Linked DNA regions of Mus musculus: region 1 is linked to region 2. The links are chromatin contacts, called in public HiChIP or PLAC-seq maps. All regions are on one chromosome and are shown on one strand. The core of a region is the stretch at or near the end of the contact, and the rest is flanking DNA. Distances in the headings are between cores, read along the strand shown.

Region 1 (6,314 bases), core at 2,788-5,287, 74 kb before region 2:
TGCTCGGCAGGCTGTTTCCCTGACCGCAGATGAATGGGTTGGATACGTTAGGCCCAGAGGCTTTAGTTATAAAAGTTTGACCAGCCCCCTCTTGGTCATCATTTTTCTAAGGCTGATGAAAATAAGAGAAGAACTTTGCTTATATTACTGCTCATATAAAAATAGCATTCACTTCATTATGAAGTGAAGTAGACTGGGTTCTGAAGAAGCTTAGTCAGCGAGTGACTAAAACAACCTTTCCACGAGATGGTCTCACGGTCAAAACAGTTCCAAAATACATTCCTGACAGCTTTCAACTAAAATCCAGGATCTCATCTGGAGATTAGTGTAAGAGCCCCACCATTAGCTTGCCTCTCGTTTCTTTCTGTTCAGGTGGTTTTGTCCAGGTACATATAGCACTGTTTAGGAGCAGGCCTCTTCAGTCACAGTGTCCAGTGAAATTCTGTTAGTCTTAGTCATTCTCCTCCGAGCCCTTTTCCTGTGAATAAAAGATGGAGCTCATACCTTTCCACAAGCTCTGGAGAGTATTTTAAGCTTGGCATGTTGAGACCTGGCAGGCTTGATTAATATGTGGACAGACCAGCACATTAGAACATTTTTAAAGTTCCAGGCCACAAGCTGTGTTTTAAATGAGCATTGGCATGTATAAAATGAATACTAAGTGGTGAGCAGCCCAGATGCTCCGATGCCTCTTGCACTGGGTGCTGACTTTCCCGAGGCTCTTTGCTGGCCTGCATTTGCTTTAAGCAGGGCAAGAGGGGGTTTGTCCTTTGCACTCTGCCGCCCTCTGCCTTCACAGGCAGAAGGCTACTCTCTAGGTTCTCACACTTGGCCATTTGGAAAGTTTCTGAAAATAAACTGAATTGGCTTCTGTATTTCTCAATGTGACGCCCACAGTTCCTGACAAAAGTCACTTTACGTACTACGGATGCCCCATATGCAAAGTTGGGGAAGGACCCTGCCTGGACAGGTAAGCCATCACTTAACGTACTGCCACACTCTGGCTAGGTTAGCATGCATGGAAGTGAGTTTTGTTGTCTAGTTTGTTTGCCAGAGTTGGTGGTCTGTATGTGTCACCTGGGAGGTACAGGGAAGAGCAGGCGTCTCAAGGCCAGACTCAACCACATAGCAAGAGTGAGGTCAGCCTGGCCTACATAAGACCCTCTCAGCAAACCAATAATACAAAACTAAAGAAAACAGAAAAACTACTCAATGTTTGAATGATCTAGTGTTTTAATGTAACCTTTGTGCCTGACTGTTGGCTTGATAATGTAGCAGTCATATCCGTAAAAATATAGACATACATTATATTTTGACTCAGAATTGTTTAAATGTACCAAGAAAATAAATTCTAGTGTAATTAATTTTGTAAATTTGGGCTAATTGGGCTTCCAGTCAACAAGTAGTAAATACTGAGTATGTACCAGGCCCTGCTAAGGGTGGAGGCAACAGAGCTGTTTAAGGATGATTTCTGATAGAGCAGTGGTGAGGGCTGTGGGAGAATGCGGGTGTGTGTGTGTGTGTGTGTGCGTGCGCGCGCGCACGCGTGCACTCGTGTCTTAACTCTAGGGAATTGGAAGGTTTTAAAAAACTTGTTTTATTTGAGTCTGAGCTAATACAAATTGTTAGTTGGATGTGGTGGTACACACCTTTAATTCCTTTACTCTGAGTAGGCAGGGTGACCTCTATGAGTTCAAGGACAGTCTGATCTACCTATCAAATTCCTGGACAGCCTGGCCTTGAGTTTTTAACTGAATAATGGTACAAAGAGTCTTTACCTTCTGACCCGGCTTCCATGTCTGGGACCATTTCTCGTTGTTTAGTCTAATGTGACTGATGGGTTGTTCAGCTCCTAGAGAGCAGGCAGTGCGTTCTCTTCACCCATTGTGCTGCTCCACACATTGAAGCAACTCCGGAAATACACAGTGGGCAGATGAATATGGAGCCTTTCTAGATGCCAGCCACTGAAGTATCCCAGCTGTAATGGGGGTTGGGGAGGGAGGGACGGAGGGATGCCCACAGGTCCTTAAAGGCAAGGCTCAACTCCCTTCCAAGAGTAATTTTCAGTGGTGTAGGACCAGAGTTGTTTCACAGGGCTCCTGTAGTGCTTATATAAGTAAGTGCTGAATTGTTGTCATTCAACTCCACCTGACTGCAGCGACAGATAACGCAGCCACTGTTGTGGTATATGGAGGACAGGAAGGATTTAAGCGGCTATTGAAATGCCCTTTGTGAATTGGAAGCACTGCTTATACCATATGTACTGGGTAGTTTTGTGTCAACTTGACACAAGCTGGAGTTATCACAGAGAAAGGAGCTTCAGTTGAGGAGATGCCTCCATGAGGTCCAGCTGTAAGGCATTTTCTCAATTAGTGATCAAGGGGGAAAGGCCCCTTGTGGGTGGTGCCATCTCTGGGCTGGTAGTCTTGGTTCTATAAGAGAGCAGGCTGAGCAAGCCAGGGAAAGCAAGCCAGTAAAGAACATCCCTCCATGGCCTCTGCATCAGCTCCTGCTTCCTGACCTGCTTGAGTTCCAGTCCTAATTTCCTTGGTGGTGAACAGCAATGTGGAAGTATAAGCTGAATAAACCCTTTCCTCCCCAACTTGCTTCTTGGTCATGATGTTTATGCAGGAAGAGAAACCCTGACTGAGACACCATATGAATTTTTATTTTTCTGTGTGTGTTTTAGCAACTGTGTGATGTGATTGGTATGGAATTTCTGTGAAAATTTTGAGCAGGGTAGATCCCATGTTGGTTGATTTTCTTCCTTTCTTTCTTTCTCAAAGATTTATTGATTATTATATCTAAGTACACAATGTAGCTGTCTTAATGCACCAGAAGAGGGCGCCAGATCTCATTACAGATGGTTGTGAGCCACCATGTGGTTGCTGGGATTTGAACTCAGGACCTTTGGAAGAGCATTTGGTACTCTTAACCGCTGAGCCATCTCTCCAGCCCCCCATGTTGATTTTCTCTTCCCTGCCTTCCTAGCTGGTGTGTGTGTTGGTGTTTCCAGTTAGATTTAGGTGGGATAGGTCAGATTTGCAGTTGTTTAGGGGAGACTTTTTTTGCAGTTTTATCGAGACCCAGTGATTGTTCCGTGCTGCATCCAGTAACTCGGCACTGGATAGGTCGATGTTGCAGCACACACCTTTAATCTCAGCATTTCGGAGTCTGAGGCCCACCTGGTTCATATAGCTCTGACTGGCCTGAACGCTACGTAGACCATGCTGGTCTTGAACTCACAGAGATCCACCTGCCTATGCCTCCCAAGTTCTGTGACTAAAGATGTGTGCCACCATGTCTGGTATAGCATAAGTTTTTAAAAGATTATTTTTGAATATGTGTATGGTGTGTGTGTCTGTCTGTGTCTGTCTGTCTATCTGTCCATGTCGCAACTGCGTGCTGTGCAGGTCAGAGGGCAGTCATGGGTGTTGGTCCTTGATTTCTGAGTCAGAGTCTGTCACTGTTTGCTGCTGTGCTGTGTAGCCTAAAGTACCTGGCCCTTGAGAGGTTGTTGGGTGGAAAGGGTGGATTCTCCTGTGCGTACCTCTATCTCACTGAAGTCCAGGGCTTACAGGCATTCACAACTACATCTAGATTTTTTTTCAACATGGATTCTGAGGTCAACAGGCTGGTGTGACAGTGTTCTTACTTGCTGAGCCATGAACCATCATACTAGCTCCTAAGGTAGTCCTTTTTATACTGTAGTGTATGTGTAGGGGTCCCACACACGTGCAAACCATGTGCATGTGTGCAGAACACAGCACAGCTTGTGGGTATTGTTTCTCGCTTTCCAACATGTAGATCTCTGGGATTGAGCTCAGGTCATCAGATGTTGCAGAAAGCACCTTTACCTGTTGAGCCATCTTGCTGGCTCCCTAGTGTAGGGTTAGAATATGTTTTTGCCTCCACCCCTCCAGGGTTGGTGTTGAACCCAAGGCCTGCATTGTAAGAGGCAAGTACCCCATCACTGAGCCACTGAGACTGGCTTTCTCAGTCATACTAAACAGGAACCTTTAGTCCTGCTACAAGGAAGAGTTGTTGAGGTGCTTCCTGTAGCAGGAGGAGCAAGCTCTTAGATAAATAAGGAAGAGGAAGGGAGAGGACAAGGGAGATTAAAATTTAACTTCATTGCCTGGTACCTGCTGGTCAGAATTTAACTGGTTGGTCACTCAGAAAATTGCCTTCTTTGTATTGTTCTGTGTTTTTATCGGGGTGACAACAGTTGGCAACTACTTTATGGAAATACTGTAAGAATTAGTAGAAGAGAAAGTGAGATTTGTTGAGGCATGCTGAGAGTTAAACAGGGCCCTGGCAACTTCCTATTGAATTCTGTCACTTGAATTGACAGTGTAGTGTTTTAGATGTAGGTGGATGCTGCTGTCTGGAAACCAGTGTGTTGCACTGTTTTAGATGTAGCCGTGCAGGAAGCAAGTCTCTGTTGGTTTATGTTCTTGTGTGCATCTGCTAGCACATTGCTTTATAGAAAGGGAAAGAAAGATTCCCACATGAGCTAGATTTTTAAAAAATTTTGTTTTTAATCTTCTAATCTTGCAACTGATTTAGCCAAAGGCAGGAGGGAGCCTAAAAGGTTTGAAATTAGAGACACTGTGATGTTTTGGGAAGTTGAAACTCTTGACCCAGGGTATGCTAAAGTCGATGTAGAGGAGGCCAGAGTAGGTTAACGTTTTCAGAACTCAAATTGAGTGTGAATTGGGGTTGTTTATAGGTATGGTTTGCTTCATGTCTGTCTCTATCTGCAAATGGAGCTAGTTAAGTGTAAGACCTCTGTTTTGAGAAACTTTGGTAAAAGTCCCTGAACCAATGCAAATTTATCTTCTTCAAAAATACCAACAAAAATTTCCCCATTTGGCTTTTTAAGTGAGTTGAGGGAATTAACTGTTGTTCTTACACTTAGAAAGAAATGGACATTCTCTCAAAGTAATTATAATTGATTTTCCACTTTGGGAATCTCTTGCTTTGTGTCCTTCAGCCACAGGCTTGTGTGGGATCTCTCAGAGTTACTCTCTCTTCTTTGTTACATGGAATCAACTTCAGTGTTCTGCGGCTCCATAGAGGTGTTGTCTTTTTGCTTGCTCGTAGAATGGTGAGCTTTCCTTGTAGTTTGAACAAGGTCTACAGAGAATTGTCCAGAGACATTAGCCACATTGTATCCATTCAGGGGCTGGAATGGACACGTTTAATATTTTTTATCTTATGAAAGTTTTTGTTGTTAGTTTTCTGTCTACTCTTGCAGATTAATCAGAGAGATGATCAGTAGTTCTTCCTTCTTGTTTTGACTAGCAAATACCTTGAACAGCATTATTGAGTTTTTACTGTGTATTTTGTCTGATTGGAGTGTGCATTTCAGTGATGTTTAGTAGTTTATGCATTTATGCAACTACACCACATTCTAGCATCACATATCAGTGCTGGGACACGGATGGGACACAGTGTTGGATGAAGGCTAAAGACTGATGATCTCTGACTTTATAATCCTACTATTTGTGTTTTAATCAGCGCTAGTTTCCTTTCTTTTGCTATTTTGTGCTTTTAATAAGTGTTGGTTTCTTTCTCTGTAACTCTTACTATTTTGTGCTAATAAGCTTTACTTTCTCTCTCTGTTCAAGGATCTCTTGAACTTGGAGAGGCTTGTAACTCATTAACTCTTTGTGAACCAGAGAGAAAAGAAAGGAAAAGAATTAAAATGTTTTACACAGGCAATATGCACAGACACACACTCAAACATACACACATACTCTGGTCAGGTCTGACCTCTTATCTCATCAGTATCAATTCTACAAGAGTTCATGGATACTTACATACATATACATATACCTACACACATACACATGTAAATAAATATAGACACACACACATATACACACACATACATGTATGTTTGGTGAATGGGGCTGAGCCCCAAATGCCACTTTATTCCTCTTCTCTGGCCTTCTTATACCTTCTTAGACAAAAGTTCTTTAGAAAATTACCTCATAGATAAAATGTTACACAAAAGGGGAGTTACAGAAGGGTATTGATATTAAGTTCAAAGCAGTGCTTTATTCTGCAAGCTCATTATAAGTTCAAAGCAACAGTTTCCCATGGCCTGGCTTTATCATAGTGCACACCTGTGACTTTATCCTTGGATCTGACCTAGAATGAATGTTTTTCCTTAATTACAAATTTTTCCCAAGCTGATTTCTCTTTCTAGTGTAATTGTGAAAGCTCACTGTATTCCTTATTATGCAGCCTTTACTTGCTAATCTATGAGGAGTGGGCACATTCTATTCTTGAGTCTAACTTTATTA
Region 2 (6,352 bases), core at 2,160-4,659:
TCTCCTAAGCAGAATTCTTAGGTTTACTGTGGGCTATAACTACTTTATGCATGTGTTTAGTCTCTCGCTTGGTTACGTCCCTCAGTCTATGTGAGTATTGACTGACTTTGGTTCTGGAACTGCTGGTGCCTTTGCCCTGACCACTCCTCCTTGTGCGCATTGGGCTGTTAGCATCCATTCGTCCTTCTAGACCAGGCCTAGTTCTTTTGAAAGGCGTGCTATGTGCCCCCTTCCCATGCAGATGTGATGGGCTCTTTCCTTGGGCTCTTTATTTTCCCCCATTTTTATTTTATGTGTATTAATGTTTTGGCTGCACAAATATCTCTACACTATATATATATATATATATATATATATGCAGTGCCCTAGGAGGCCAGATGAAGGTGTCAGCGTACCCTGGAAGTAGAGTTACAGGCGGTTGAGAGGGTTTCAGTACAGGTGCTTGGAACCGAGCCTGTGTCCTCTGGAAGAGCAGCCAGGGCTCCCAGCTGCTGAGCGTCTCTCTAGCACCCTCCCATGCTTTTTTAGTAGTTGGTTCTTACCACCACAAAGTGCATCCTTAGCTGGCCTCACAGTATATAGGAAGCACATTCTTGCAAATAGAGGCGGGATCTTGTTGCTGTATCCCTAGGTTCTAGCATGTAGGCCGTATGTAATAATTTTATTTAAGGACTGATGCCTATGAGTCAATTCCTAGGGAACAGATTTGACCTTATTTCATCCTGTCATCTGTTTGAAGGCGGCCAGAAGCTCAAGAGACCTTACCAGCCAATCAGATGGTTTTGTCCTCTGTGATCGGCTTACGTCTTTCCTTGAGAAGCTAATCAAATCAGGTTCCCTCAGCTTTCCCAGTTGTACGTTTCCCTCTTAAACGGTGATTCGATTCGTTTTGACTGTTCCTCACCCTGCAACTACCGATTCAGTCTCTGCTCTGTGGGTTCTAGTGCTGTACACTTTATATAGTGCCTACATACTTGCACTGTGTTAATACCCTGGAAGTTAGGGAACCTAGAGACCTGCCTGCCGCTGCTCTGCAGTTACCTTAAGTCCCACACTAGAGCTTTCATCCCATTTCTGTGTTTGCACTGCCGATCTTAGCAGCACACACAGTGTATAGTTTAGGTTGGCTTTTCTTCTTTCCTCTCCCTCCCTCCTCTTCTCCTTCCCTCTTTCTTTCTCTTTCTCTCCCTCTCCCTCTTTCTCCCCCACCCCCAACCCCTCTCTTTTAAAGGCCTTGACTGCTGTCTTGATTTACTGCACTGGGAAGAATAAATTTTGATTTTTTTTTCTCTCTCTTTCTTGTTCCTCCTTCTGAGGGAGCCTGCGTCACTGAGAAATGTTTAACCTCACGGCCTTATGCTAGGGCTGGAAATTTGCCTAAGGGAACTGGAAGCTGGCAGTGTTTTTACTTAAATTCCCCCTTACGGGGTGGGGGTTCTTAGCAGAATCAGCCAAAACAGCTAGATGCCGGGAAACTTTAGTAGCAAGGTTGTTGCCATTAGGTTACTGAAAATATCTGAAAAGTTTTCTAGAGATAAGTATAGGCATTTTGAATTCCCTCTTGGGGGAAAAAAATAACAAAATAAAACAAAACTGTAGTTTCTGCCAGGTATGAAGACAAACTCAGGCAGAGGGCTGGACACGGTGATGCATGCCCACTGGGGAGGCTGAGGCAGGCAGATCTCTGGGAGCTGGAGACTAGCTTAGTCTTTGTGGCAAGTTCTAGGCTAGCCAGAGCCACATAGTGAGACCTCGGTAGAGAAACTTAGATTGTTCTAGAAAGGACACTGGGAAGAGACAGGAGCAGCAAAGGTAGTCAGGGACAAGAAAAGGCAGGACACTCATGTGTGTGTGTGTGTGTGTGTGTAAGGCTTTTTTTCTGTGCACATCTGAAATAAATCACAAATTAGTAGAAAGGTAGTTGTGAGTGTTTCAGCTGTCTGTGTGTGTGTTATTAAAAGCAGACTGACCCGCATGAGAGGGGCTGTCACCAGAGTGAATAGTATAAACCCGCTACCTAGGGAGAGTAGCCACAGACTGGGGCTCTGGTCTGTGGGAAGAATTTAACTTTTTTTAAAATCAACTTTGGAATTATACTACAGTAGATTATAACAGGGATTTTTTTAAAAAAAATAAATCTTTCCAACTCTTACTAGTGTTTTGTATTTACAAACGCACTTCACTGACATAAAGAAGATATTTGCTCACAAGGGCTATTGTGAATGATCTTTGATGCCTCAAAAATGAACTGTCTTGGTAATGGGAAGTTATAAACCATCAGGTTAAATATAACCACCTGTTACATATAACTTTATATCGTTTTGTGTCACAGATGAAAAGTCACACAGACATTTGTCAAGTGCAGTCATAAGCTGGGCAGGCACTGGGCCCTGAAAGAAAGGAACTGTGTAGTTAATTTACAGTGGCTTTGTGACATTGCAGAAAATTGAAGGCAATTACATTGTGCTTAGTATAAGTACAGGTTATCTTGACACCTTGAAGGATATGTGGATTCACCTACCAGTTCTCTGTTTATACTGTTTTCTCCTGTTAGTAGGAGAGATGGCCGACTTAGGGCCGATGGTGATATAGTCATCAGGTTTGTTCTTGTTAGCAAGAACTTAACAACTCTTGATTATATCTTTATTATTCCTATTTATATCTGCTTAACCCTTCTTAGGAATCCCAGCCTCGTTGTACCTCAGGGATTGCTCAGATTCCTAAGGAGTGATTCTAAAAGTCAAGAAATAAACTTCTGCTCCTGTTGGATATATAGGAGCCACTAACTTAACTAACTAAATGCCTACAAGATGCTTAGAAAAGACGAATAGGGAATGAGATTGAGATCTGGAAATGTTGAGGTTAAATTGGAGCTAGACCAGAGAGTAAGCCAAATTTGATAGATAAAAGTCAGAGGAAGGAAAACGAACCTGTGGTGTTAGGATGGGAAGGAAACCCAAAGCAAACATCTGGGAAGCAATAGTCACTGTGTCTGCCCGGGAGTAACATTTCCACCTTGATTAGAATAGGAGGTTTAGGGTGGTTGGAAATTTGGGTTGAATATGTAATTAGTGAGGAGCCTGATACTAAATTAGAATTTGGCCTTGGCCAGATAAGTCTTTTAAGCTCTTGAATAGTTATTTCTTTTATTAATTTTCAGTTGCGATCTGTATTAAAATGGCTGTAGAACTTCAGCAGTCATAAACAATGCAGTAGTAAGCCAGCATCACTCAGAGTTTTGTTTTGTTTTGTTTTTATAAGGGAAAGGTTGAGTTAGTGCATAGTTTTGCCAGCTGAAAGTCCAGAATCAGGAGGCCCATCGGTTTGGCCTTTGGTGAAGGCCCCTTTGGCTGTATGACATCATGGTGGCATGTGGGAGCATATGCTGAAGGGAAAGATCACATGGTGAGACAGGAAGCCACAGTAATTACCTCTTAAGTGCTACGCTTGTGAAAGTCGATGCAAAGGTCACAGATATATAAACTACTTTTTGAAAAAAATGCAAGGAAGGACGTTATTTTAAATAAATCATAACAATAAACATGAAAGTTAAGATGTGTGGCATATGTGAAAGATTCTTAAGAAAGTGACACATTGCTTTTGGAAGGGGGCAGTCTTCAGTGTGCTTCATGGTGCTGGTGTCACACAAAACTACCCATTGCAGTCCTAGCACACCAGGGCTCCTGACAGGTACTGGGGTACAGTAGGGCACCGGCCTGACATGGTGCCTGTTTGTGCACAGTTGAGTTTATCAGTGAAGGCAGGTTAGTAAATGTAGCAGAAAAGGGTCTATCTATGGTAAACTATTTAGACGACTGAGAAAACAGGACCAGAGCTTCCAAACAAATTAGGAATTATTCTGAGATGGCTTTGAGGGGTGTGGTCCAGATCTTTAACCTGTGACCCAAGGGGTTTCTTTTTTATTTGTGGGGGGAAGGCGGGTTTCGAGACAGGGTTTCTCTGTATAGCCCTGGCTGTACTGGAACTCACTCTGTAGACCAGGCTGGCCTCGAACTCAGAAATCTGCCTGCCTCTGCCTCCCGAGTGCTGTGGGATTAAAGGCGTGCGCCACCACGCCCAGCTTCCCAAGGGGTTTCTAACCAGGGAGATATGGAGAGTGATGATTTGGAGAAAAATAGATGAGCTTATTTGAGGAACTGTTAGAACTGGTAATAGTATAACACACACAAGCATAACAGTGTGACACACACAAGTGAAGCTTCCAAAGTGTAGGCGGCCACCTTGTCCTGACCACTTCCTGGTTGCCCCAGGAACTTCTAACCTGTCTCGTTTTCCCCATATGAATCAGATACGACAATGATCATTTTAGGTGTGCTGGTGCACCCCTTTAATCCCAGCACTTGGGAGGCAGAGGCAGGCGAATTTCTGAGTTCGAGGCCAGCCTGGTCTACAGAGTGAGTTCCAGGACAGCCAGGGCTACACAGAGAAACCCTGTCTCGAAAAACCAAAAAAAAAAAAAAAAAAAAAAGATTAGGGCTGAGTTACCAAGGATGTTTTCAGACTGGTGTTTGGCAGACCCCAAGGCTTCAGTATACTTTAGTTTTTACTGCTAGGGCAGTAGTAACTGCAAGGATAAAGTGTGAGAAGACGGTCTGAGACTAAGGCTTAGTGAATGGTACAAGAAGCATTTAAGAGCATTGAGAAGTCGATGCAGGGAATTTCATTTTGGAGTGCTCTGGTTTCAGGGTGGAGGCCAGACTGAAAGGGCTAAAAATGCAGCAGGGAGAGCAGAGAGATGGATGCGAAGTCCATATGAGACATGGTCATTCAAACGTGCTCACTGTGTGCAGGTGTGCTTTCTAAAAGCGTATGTGTCTGTGTATGGGTATGTGCGCATCCATGCAGATGCCATTGGAGGCCAGAGGCAGTTACAGGTGGTTGCAGGCTGCTGAAGTGGGTGCTGGCAACCAAATGCCTGGTCCTTTACCAGAGCAGTGTGCATCCTTAACTGCTGAGCCGCGTCCCCAGCCCTGTGGTGCTTGTGCTTTGTTGATGGTGACATTGAGCACAGACTTAGTAGTCAGTGTTGGCAAGAAAAGTAAAGTCGAGACAGGGAATAGATGGAAAACATCTGTAGGTGATTTAGAAGGACCATCCATCACGGACGGACGGATGGATGGACAGACAGACGGACGGACAAACGGAAGGAAGGCAGGCCCTTTGAGAAAGCACTAATTGAGAAAAGGCTAGAATGAAGGGGAGGGAGTCCTCCGTGGTATGAGCATGCTTAGCATGGCTAAGACGAGAGAAGATTGTACATGTGAATGAGAACATACATGATACAAGCTGGGATCGCCCATCCTGCTCACCTGGCTCATAGTGTGTGTTCTATGAGTGCCTGTTGAAAAGACAGACCAGATAGCAACTGGATCAACAGTGAGTCATGCTCTCTAACAAGCCTGGAATCTGGGAAGGGGAGAGAGACAAGGAAGGCTGGGAGAAGTTGTGGGTAAACTCTCTGACTGTGAGAGCTCAAAGATTGGACACTGGATGGTCTCCATCCAGCTGTGCCTCCCCTGCAGGGGTAACCATGGCAAGTTCCTAACTTGTGTGCCTCAGTTTCTTTTTCAGGAAAAAAAAATGGGGTCAGTAATACCTACCCTCCATAGGACCCCAGCATGGCTTTTGAACTAAAGCATAGTTGACAATTTGGGTTGGATTGTTTGTTTGTTTGATGCATAGTGGGGAGGTGGTATCCTACCTACTACATGTCCTCTGGCTATAACAAGTAAGAATACCCCCAGATATCATAGATCCCCCTCAGAGGCAAAATTGGCCAGGATTAAGAACCATGTGAAGAGTAAGGGTGCTGATGGTGTAAAGCAAACCCAGCAATAACTGGCATGTGTGTTTCTACTAACAGCAACTGAGATCAAGTCACTGTCCTACACTAACTAAATAACACATATATGTTTGTGTGTGTATGTATGCATATAGCCGTGCGTGCATAGCCCTAGGTTCTGTTGTCACTACTGCTACAATTAAATAAGGAGAGATGGAGGGAGGAAGACTGGTGGTGGTGTGAACAGCTGGGCTGGTCTCATACTTATTTGTACTCACTGATACTCTCAACTGCAAGTGGGTTTTGTTTTTGTTTTTGCTTTTTACTAAATTTTGTTTGTTTGTTTGGACGGTGGAGTCTTGTGGGCTTACTATGCCTCACTCAGACTGGTCTTAAAGTCCTGAGCTCAAGAGATCCTTCAGCCAAGTACTGGAACTGTAGGTGTAGTGCCACTGGAGGTTTCTTTAAGGTGGAAGAGTATTAGTAATGGGTTCTTCCTGTAGGAACTGTGGTCTGGGGGCACTTATTATAAGACTGCAGTAACTTCTA

Evidence for each region. HiChIP or PLAC-seq counts read pairs in DNA pulled down with a chosen protein or histone mark.
Region 1: an H3K27ac HiChIP or PLAC-seq map of the HPC-7 cell line shows a contact between it and region 2, with 7 times the contacts expected there. The contact joins two enhancer-like sites. A contact is called at or near these places in 4 of 15 datasets of contacts at CTCF or cohesin (CD8 T cells, the NIH/3T3 cell line, large pre-B cells and 1 more), 29 of 484 Hi-C or Micro-C datasets (the BV-2 cell line, CD4 T cells, CD8 T cells and 17 more) and 8 of 115 datasets of contacts at active chromatin or transcription factors (CD8 T cells, the HPC-7 cell line, the SCID.adh cell line and 5 more).

Annotation. Positions count from the first base shown.
Region 1 is chr15:81,153,169-81,159,482 of GRCm38.p6, reverse strand. The region is part of intron 1 of Mrtfa (myocardin related transcription factor A); the gene reads left to right. Among named protein-coding and RNA genes, the nearest start is that of Mrtfa, 34 kb to the left of the region's middle. Within about 2 kb of position 4,037, at least 40 of the 459 cell types and tissues checked have an H3K27ac peak or open chromatin away from gene starts, as enhancers often do. A contact at or near this core is called in the HPC-7 cell line, bone marrow-derived macrophages and regulatory T cells, where this site is marked.
Region 2 is chr15:81,078,493-81,084,844 of GRCm38.p6, reverse strand. The region is part of intron 2 of Mrtfa (myocardin related transcription factor A); the gene reads left to right. Among named protein-coding and RNA genes, the nearest start is that of Sgsm3, 100 kb to the right of the region's middle. Within about 2 kb of position 3,409, at least 36 of the 459 cell types and tissues checked have an H3K27ac peak or open chromatin away from gene starts, as enhancers often do. A contact at or near this core is called in the HPC-7 cell line, bone marrow-derived macrophages and regulatory T cells, where this site is marked.